Linked DNA regions of Mus musculus: region 2 is linked to region 1. The links are chromatin contacts, called in public HiChIP or PLAC-seq maps. All regions are on one chromosome and are shown on one strand. Each heading gives the region's core, a stretch centred on a gene start, on an enhancer-like site or on the middle of the called end of the contact. The rest is flanking DNA. Distances are from core to core; before and after follow the strand shown.

Region 1 (4,545 bases), core at 1,805-4,304:
CAAAAGACACCGTCAATAAGACAAAAAGGCCACCAACAGATTGGGAAAGGATCTTTACCTATCCTAAATCAGATAGGGGTCTAATATCCAATATATATAAAGAACTCAAGAAGGTGGACTCCAGAAAATCAAATAACCCCATTAAAAAATGGGGCTCAGAGCTAAACAAAGAATTCTTACCTGAGGAATACCGAATGGCTGAGAAGCACCTGAAAAAATGTTCAGCATCCTTAATAATCAGAGAAATGCAAATCAAAACAACCCTGAGATTCCATCTCACACCAGTCAGAATGTCTAAGATAAAAAATTCAGGTGACAGCAGATGCTGGCGAGGATGTGGAGAAAGAGGAACAGTCCTTCATTGTTGGTGGGATTGCAAGCTTGTACAACCACTCTGAAAATCAGTATGGCGGTTCCTCAGAAAATTGGACATAGTACTACCGGAGGATCCAGTAATACCTCTTCTGGGCATATATCCAGAAGATGCCCCAACCGGTAAGAAGGACACATGCTCCACTATGTTCATAGCAGCCTTATTTATAATAGCCAGAAGCTGCAAAGAACCCAGATGCCCCTCAACAGAGGAATGGATACAGAAAATGTGGTACATTTACACAATGGAGTACTACTCAGCTATTAAAAAGAATGAATTTACGAAATTCCTAGGCAAATGGATGGACCTGGAGGGCATCATCCTGAGTGAGGTAACCCAATCACAAAAGAACTCAAATGATATGTACTCACTGATAAGTGGATATTAGCTCAGAAACTTAGAATACCCAAGATATAAGATACAATTTGCTAAACACATGAAACTCAAGAAGAACGAAGACCAAAGTGTGGACACTTTGCCCTTTCTTAGAATTGGGAACAAAACACCCATGGAAGGAGTTACGGAGACAAAGTTTGGAGCTGAGACAAAAGGATGGACCATCTAGAGACTGCCATATCCAGGGATCCATCCCATAATCAGCCTCCAAACGCTGACACCATTGCATACACTAGCAAGATTTTTGCTGAAAGGACCCTGATATAGCTGTCTCTTGTGAGACTAGGCCGGGGCCTAGCAAACACAGAAGTGGATGCTCACAGTCAGCTATTGGATGGATCACAGGGCCCCCAATGGAGGAGCTAGAGAAAGTATCCAAGGAGCTAAAGGGATCTGCAACCCTATAGGTAGAACAACATTATGAACTAACCAGTACCCCTGAGCTCTTGACTCTAGCTGCATATGTATCAAAAGATGGCCTAGTCAGCCATCACTGGAAAGAGAGGCCCATTGTACATGCAAACTTTATATGCCCCAGTACAGCGGAATGCCAGGGCCAAAAGTGGGAGTGGATGGGTAGGGGAGTGTGGGGGGAGGATATGGGGGACTTTTGGGATAGCATTGGAAATGTAAATGAGGAAAATACCTAATAAAAAATATTAAGAAAGAAAGAAAGAAAGAAAGAAAGAAAGAAAGAAAGAAAGAAAGAAAGGAAGGAAGAAAGAAAGAAGGAAGACTGAGCAAGTCCTGAGGAGCAAAGTGGTAGGCAGTCCTCCTCCCTTCCTGGCCTCTGTATCAGTTACTGCCTCCTGGCTCTTGACCTGAATTCTAGTGAAGAATTGTGAATAGGACTGTGATCTGGCTATGAGAGCTGAGATAAACCCATCCCTAGACAAGATGATTTTGGTTATGAGGTCATGGTGTTTTATCACAGCAATAGAGACCCTAACTTATACAATGGCCTTGAGCTAAGGTTAGGTATTTACTATTAACCACTTTTTTGAGTTTCTGTTCTAGGGACTGAATTCTGGGCACATGCAAGGCAAGTCCTCTATTACTGAGCCACACTGCTGACTCTTAGCCACACAGTTTTGAGAAATTTCTTTGTACTACATCATTTCTTAGAACTTTTAAGTGGGGATCACCATACTCCCATTTTACAACAAAGAAATGAAGAAAGAGGTTTAAAAGCCACAGCGGGAATGCAGCCTCCGAAGATCAAGCTTTTTAATCTCTGGACTACCGTTTCCAACCCAGGGGACTTTACAAACATCCATCTGCTTTCTAACCATCCCCACCCTAATCTATATTTTTCCCTATCAGTCAGTTATATAACCACAACTTTAACATGAGAAAATGGTTCAGGCTAAGTGCATTTTTAAATATGTAATGAAAATTTTATATTTAAAATTCTCTTTTCGATGAAACATTTAAAAATACAAATACTAGGGCAAACATTCTTATTACTGGTATCATTCCTCCATCTAATCATTTCCCCAGGATAAATTCCCCATCAAAATGACCATTCATTTTTACTTCTTCATAAATATTGTATAAAAACAAGAGAATCCTGTTTAGGTGTGCATGGATATTCCTGAAATATTTTGTTATACGGATCTTAATAAATGTTTGTTAAATGAATATTCTGTGTACCAGACACTAAGTCAGTTTTAAACTATGGAGAGAGCCTGGACGAGGTGGTACAACCAAGGGAGCAGAGTTGAGTGAGGTCAGTGGGTGAGCCCTTACCCTTCGGCAGGGACCCTTCGGGTGCTGGCGAAAGTGACTCCCAGCCACAAGTGACTTCGGGCCAGCCTGCTGGGCTCTCTCCTCTGCTCACCTTGGCTTGTGGCTCGCGGTCCTGAATATGCGAAGGAGGTCCATCCCGCTCTGTAGCCGAGGCCGAGGAGTTCGGGGCCTCCTTCCTCTTCCTGGAGTTCGCCTCCTCCTTCTCTTGCTCCATCAGGCTGTAGGGGAAAGATCAGCTGGAGCTGAGGACCCCGCGGCGACCAGGAAACCGTGTCGCGGCCTCTCTCCAGCAAAGCGCTAGACAGGAGTGACGGTTGGTTTGTCTCTTGAAGCGGCTCAAACCAGTTTACCACTCTTGGCCCTCGCAAAAAAGGCCACAGACCTACGCCTCCTTTCCTCAATTTAAGCCGTCGCGAAGTTTAAAGCGCTCCCTGAGGCGCGTCGTGCGCAGAGCGAGGGGCTCCCGGTCCTCAAGCCTCTGTCCACGCCCCCGGGTCCCGAACCGCCCCCTATGCAACGCCCACAAACCGCTGGCGACGGCCGCCGCCGCTCTACAAGCGCCCGCTTCCCTTGCCGCGCCGGCGTTTAAACAGACCGGAAGTGGGGGCGTCCGACTTCCGGCCGTTGAACTCTGCGAAACCCAGGGTCCGGGGATGGCGACCAAGAGACTGGCGCGGTACGTTAGGGGGTTCCCCTTAGGGTGGGCGGTGTTCATCCGCAGTCGTTTGGTCTGGATCTGAAAAGGGCCCTGGTCTTCTCGGGCCCCACGTCGCCATTCGCGACAAGTTGGAGGAGCCCGAGAAACCCCGGGTCCTCCCTACCGTGGCATGCTCTATCAGGTCTGTTCATTCTAGACCCCTGGGACCTGGAACGTGACAGCTCTGCACACTGTTCTCAGGCAGGTGCCACTGCGCCCAAGTGACCTGCCTAGTCCAGTTTTATTGTCAGAATTACCACAGACTCTCTCAGGTTTTTTGGGGGGGGGTGGGGGGGAATATGCTGTGCACAGATTTTTGGATGCGTTGTACACATTTGTTGAGATTGTGGACACAGTATCAAACTTACCAGGCATAGTGGAATGGACCTACAATACCAGCATGGAAAGTTGGAGGCCAGCCTGGTCCTCATGGTGATGTTCAAGCAGGCGATGGCTAAATAGTGAGACTGTCTCAAAACAACAACAAAACCAGATTCAAAACAAAACCCCTATCTGATGTATTAATGAATAGCATAGGATTCAAGCGTGAAAAGTCCTGTCAAAGGTTAACATACTATGGCCATCTTTAGGCAAATCATTTACTTTTCTCTTGCATAAAATACAGGTTGCAGACATGTCTACCACCTAGAATTGTTTAAAAGAAGTCACCATCCTAATTAAATATTTGCTGAAGAAGTGACTAGTAAATGTTAGTTTTTCATTCCAAATCCCTACATTGGCCTCACGTCTTGTCTTTTTCAAATAGCCAAAATAACTATTCCAGGTGTCTGTCTACTTAAAGTTGTATTCGTCATCATTTGGGATCTTCCCTTCTTTGGACTGCAGTGTATTGCTGTTGGGAGGTTTGTTTGTTTTGTTTTTGTTTTTGTTTTTAATCATAGATTACCTTTCAGTAGTACTCTGGTAATCTTTCTCCCCTCCATTTTTAGAGTTTAAGCACAGGCATCATCCCCTTGGTACATAGCAAAGGCTTGAAAAATACATCTTTATAGTCAATTCCTCGGTACTACTATAAAACGTGAACAGGTAAGAGTAGTGTTTGTGAAGCCCGCTCAGGTAAAATGGACACTAAACTCAAGAGAGGATGGCCATTCGCACAAGGACCTAGGACTTTTAAAGTCTAGCCCTCCTTTCCTTCAGTCAGTATGCAGCTGTTGTTTGAGGCAGGGTCCTGCTGTGTGCTGTAAGCTGTCCCTCAGTTCAGTTTGGCCGTGGCCTGCTGACTGCTGAGCCTCCAGGTGTGGGGCCCTCACACCCAGCTCCACTTACCGTACATTAGAGATGATTTTGCCATCTGTTTGGGGCTATT
Region 2 (4,659 bases), core at 409-2,908, 970 kb after region 1:
CCTGATGGTCCTGAGTGAACAGAGCACGGCAGACTCTCTGGGCTCACATCACGTGTGAAGGACCCTGGAGGAGACAAATCCTGCTCTGCTGCCAACGACCTCTACAGCCCCAGGCGCAACCTTTTCAGGTCTAGGTATCTCTATAAGAGAAACAGATTCACTAATTTCTACCTTACAAAGCTCAGGGAGGATTCTCAGAGGCTATGTAAGTGCCCATGAAGGGCTTTGGCACAGCACCAAATAAATGCATGCTCCTGGGACCAAAATGGGGAGATAGCTGAGTAGGTAAGGTGTTTGTTATACAAGCACGAGGCCCTGAGTTACATCACCAACATCTACAGAAAAGCCGTGAGCAATGCGTACCTCTCCCTGTACAGTGCTGGGGATGAGAGATAGATCCCTGGGCTTGCTGGCCAACCGTTTTCTCCTAACCGGTGAACTCCAGCCTCATTGAGAGACCTTGTCTCAAGAACTGAGACAACAAGGAAGAAAAACAAGGAAGATACTGATGTTGACCTCTGACCTCCACATGTACCCTCAGTCCTCAGATGGCAGTTGATCTTCATTGCCTGGATCTCACCAAAGTGCAGTCTTTGACACCAGGAAAAGCAACAAAGTCCTACTCATGGCAAAAGGTGCTTTCTCAATGCCTCTGTGCCAGGTTGGCATCTGGAATGGAGGATGCACACCCTGCATGCTTGGGGCAGCTGCTCCCAGCCCTAGCTATCTGAACAGACTGTAGAACACCAGTGTGAATGGCAGGAGCTGAGTCCTCAAGGGAAGCCACAAACCTGTATTTGCTTCAGCTTTTTTTTTTTTTTTTTTTTGTGGAAAACTCCAAGCGCTTTCCATCGTCCCGGAGGAAGCAAGTGTGGCAGCTGGCTGGGTTCTGCCCTCTGGTCACCAGCGTGTAACCCCAGGGAGGGAGGCTCTGGCTTACAGCATGCTTTCGTTCTTAAGTATGAAACCCGCAAGGCGGCAGTCCTGCGAGGTAGGCATTTCCATGCTTTTGTAAGATGACAGGTAAGACTTGGAGGAATTACAAAACCATCTCCAAGGCCCCAGAGCTTGACCCAAGTTTGAGACTCTGAGGAGAAGGCCTTCAGAGAGACCCTGGCTGCTTGCAGCACGTGGGAAGCTCGTGTGCAGGCGGTAAGGCACCTCGACAAATCACCACACGATCAACATCAAGTGCTTCATTAGAAACTTGGGCTTGTCCTCGGCTCTACGTATAGGACAAATAACCAGGTCAGACAGACAGGAGGCACTGACCGCAGAGCACGGTGAGCAGGTGTCCAGGGAAGGGACTCTGGGAGCCCCTGCAGCTCTGCCACCTGACCCCTCACCAGGATGCTGCCTGCCACAAAGGACAATCAAAGCCTCCCCCAGAGCAGGTCTGTGGCTGGGCCTCCTGGTTCCCCTCTGAGAACTTGGAATCTGAACAGAGAGAGCCCACTGCTGAGTCATTTTTTGTTTTCTCAGCTTGATGGAGATACATAATCCGCACAGGGAACAATACGCCCATTCAGGGCACACAATTCAATGTCTGTTCCTGCATCCAGAGTTGTGTGGCTGTCGCCACAATCGACTGAAGAGTATTTCATCACCCCTAAAGAAACCTGGGACCCAGCAAGTGCTGAGTCATTGCACAGCCCAAACTTGGCATGACACATCTCCCGGTCTAGTCCTGGGAGTGGCCCCTCCTGAACCACTGAGGGCAGTGCCCTCCAATGGGCCAGTTTTAACCTCCTGAGAGAGACATTCAAGGGTGAACTCCAGGAGTGTGCATTTAACAGGGCAACCCCGATGCACAGCCGTCTCAAGGAAGGGTTTCTGGGGTATTGTTTTGATATTTGCTTTGCAGTTTTTGGTTTCAATTTTGCCAGGTGAAGCCTATAGATTCCTGGGGCTGTTATTTGTAAATCAGCAAAGAAGACACCCGAGGCTTCAAGGGAACATGGTCATAGCAATGCAATTCTGCGGCTACTTTCCCAATGCTTTTGTGAAAACCTAAGGACGCTCTGTGGGGAGAGTTACCATGGTGCTTTCTAAGGAAGGGAGAAGAGCAGCAGCCTGAACTCTTTCAGAAGCAAGCAAGGCAGGTGCTGCGTGTGTTGGTGAAGAAAAAGTAGCATGCCACATGGGAGGACTGCAGGAAGGCAGCATGTCGCATGGGAGGACTGCATGAAGGCAGCATGCGGCATGGGAGGACTGCAGTAAGAGAATCTTGAGTTTCAGATGGCCTCACTTACACAGTGAGACTCTCAAAAGTAAAAACAAAATAAACCAAAAAACCAAAAGACTGCTCACAAAACATGGGATGAGACAAATGGGAAGGGAGGGGAAAGAAGAAGGAGATGAGGAGAAGGGGCAGGTGGTCGGGAACAACAAAGAAAAGAAGAAGAAACAGCCTCTGCACCAGAACCGGAGTAACAGAATGCCTGTTCACGTCTCTCTGTGACAAAGCCCCAACCGCTGCCGTGACCACCGAGGCTCTCTGTGTGCAGCTCACAATCAGGTGAAAGGTAAACGGACCCAGACACTTGGGAAAACAGAGATGCCATTTCGTTTCTTCATCCAAACTGCTGTCAGGAAGCAGGTCCAAGACCAGGCTGAGAACCCCTGCTATGGGAAGCCTCCAGGAATCCTACTACAGGACTCCCCTAGCCCCAAAAGGGCCCCAGGGATGACTGCTCATCTCTCACAACCACAAAGAGCCAATGTCTACTGTTTCCGGTTCCAAAGAATCCTGCCACCTAAGAGCTTCCCTGGGTGGCTATACTCTGTGCCCTTACCCAGTCCTCATCAGAACACTGGGAGCTGGCACAAGATCACCCTCATTTTGTGGACAGGACACACACATAAGTAACCCCCAAACCTGCAGAGCCAAGGGGAGAAAGAGCTGGTGCCCACTGTCACCATCATGGTCCAAGGTCACTACACCCTAGCCTTGGCAGTGTAGAGTACAGAGCACTGAATAGTAGTACCTCCCCCAACCCAGATACATAAGCTGAAACCATGGTTCCATTTAGATGATGTAAGGGTTACATCATTGGTTAATCTTGGTTGTCAACTTATCAGACCTTGAATCAGCTAAAAGACACGCCTGGTTGGAAATAACCAAGAGATGGCTTGGCAGTTAAGAGCACTGGCTGCTCTTACAGATGGACCCAAGTTCAGTTCCCAGCCCTATAAGGTGGTTCATAACTGTCTGTGATTCCAGTCCCAGAGTATATGATACCTTCTTCTGGCCTCTGTAGACACCAGGCACATGCAGGACACAGATACATGCTGACAAACACATACGTAAGATAAAATACTAAGGGCTGAGTGTACTCAGGAGGCAGAGGCATGGTGAGTGAAAACCACCTGTTGCTCCTGTGAACATACCGGCACAATCAATAAGGTAGAGAAGAAATTGCACAGGAATTCCAGTAGGAAGGGCTCCGACGGCCGCAGCTTCCCATCGATGCTTATCGTCTTTGGGACTTCGGGAACGAGGCCGATGGCGGCTTTGAAGAAAGCATCAGCTGCAAGACAAGAGTAGGGATAAGCGTTGCAAAAAGTTCAAGGCTAGAGCCTTCCTTAGCCTACTGGGGATCAGACAACCTGAGGGTTCAGTTTAGTCAGGAAGCCCAGCAGAAGGTTCTGCAAACCACCATGGATAAGGAGCTGCTATTGACTAGAGCAACCAGGAAACACTAGATGCTAACCAGGCTCAGACTGAAGAACTAAAACAGAGGGGGGGCCTTTTATGGTCAGTCTGAAGAAATGGACTGAGGAGACAACTGAACCCATGACGCATCTGCTGAATGAGAACAAGGGCTTGAGTATGGATGTCCTGTACCCACATAGAAGCAGAGTGCAGCAGGGTATGTCTGTAATCCCAGTACCAGAAAGGCAAAAAGAGGAGGATCCCTGGGCCTGATGAATGGCCAGTCTAGCCAATCAATGAGCTCCAGGCCCAGGGATTGCCCCCAGCTCAAAAAAAAAAAAAAAAAAAAAGAAGAGGTAGCCAGTGGTGAAAGATGACACCGGTCATAAACCTCTGACCTCCACACACATGCCACACATGCTTCAAAGCAGGTGTACATGCACACACATGTGCACACACACACACACACACACACATGTGCACACACCCACATGAATTTATACGTAGCACACATATACACACACATATATATAGTGACCTGAGCTAGCACCTACACTGGTCTGGATCAATGAGTCCTTACGCCCACAAGTAAGGAAAGACTGTCACCAAGACCATTTCAAACCTGGGAAATGAGGCAGGTGTGAAGTGAGGCGGGACTCAGCTCATTCCTGTGTAGGTGGAAGGGTCTTGAGTGGCTGACAGCGCTATTGCTTCAAGTCTGGACTGATTCTCTTGCTGCACAAAGAAATAACCACTGAGCTAGGCACTGTGGTGCAAACCTGTAACCCTATACTCAAACGGGTGAAGCAGGAGGATAGATGCTGTGGGGCAAACCTGAAATCCCACACCCAAGAGGGTGAGGCAGGGCTATGAGATCCAAGGCATCTGAGGCTACCCAGAAATATTGTGCTGGAAAAATAAGCCAACACACACTGACTTGTCTGAAGGAATGAATGCATGTAATACACATCTATGTGTGTGTGTGTGCGCACACACACACACAC

What was found. HiChIP or PLAC-seq counts read pairs in DNA pulled down with a chosen protein or histone mark.
Region 2: a contact with region 1 is called in an HNF4G HiChIP or PLAC-seq map of pancreatic cancer cells. The contact joins the enhancer-like site here to the promoter of Eri2 in region 1. A contact is called at or near these places in 4 of 39 promoter capture datasets (embryonic stem cells, liver and stem cell-derived epiblast-like cells), 1 of 115 datasets of contacts at active chromatin or transcription factors (pancreatic cancer cells) and 1 of 9 other capture datasets (liver).

What each region holds. Positions count from the first base shown.
Region 1 is chr7:119,792,567-119,797,111 of GRCm38.p6, reverse strand. It overlaps Eri2 (exoribonuclease 2), which reads left to right and starts at 3,054. Exons shown (of 9, transcript NM_027698.5): 1 at 3,054-3,194. The coding sequence starts at 3,172. Rexo5 (RNA exonuclease 5) reads right to left here and starts at 2,990. Exons shown (of 20, transcript NM_001370778.1): 1 at 2,901-2,990; 2 at 2,610-2,736. The coding sequence starts at 2,732.
Region 2 is chr7:118,825,055-118,829,713 of GRCm38.p6, reverse strand. It overlaps Vps35l (VPS35 endosomal protein sorting factor like), which reads right to left. Exons shown (of 31, transcript NM_027815.4): 27 at 3,391-3,530. Among named protein-coding and RNA genes, the nearest start is that of Gm26147, 5.2 kb to the left of the region's middle. Within about 2 kb of position 1,658, at least 87 of the 459 cell types and tissues checked have an H3K27ac peak or open chromatin away from gene starts, as enhancers often do. A contact at or near this core is called in pancreatic cancer cells, where this site is marked.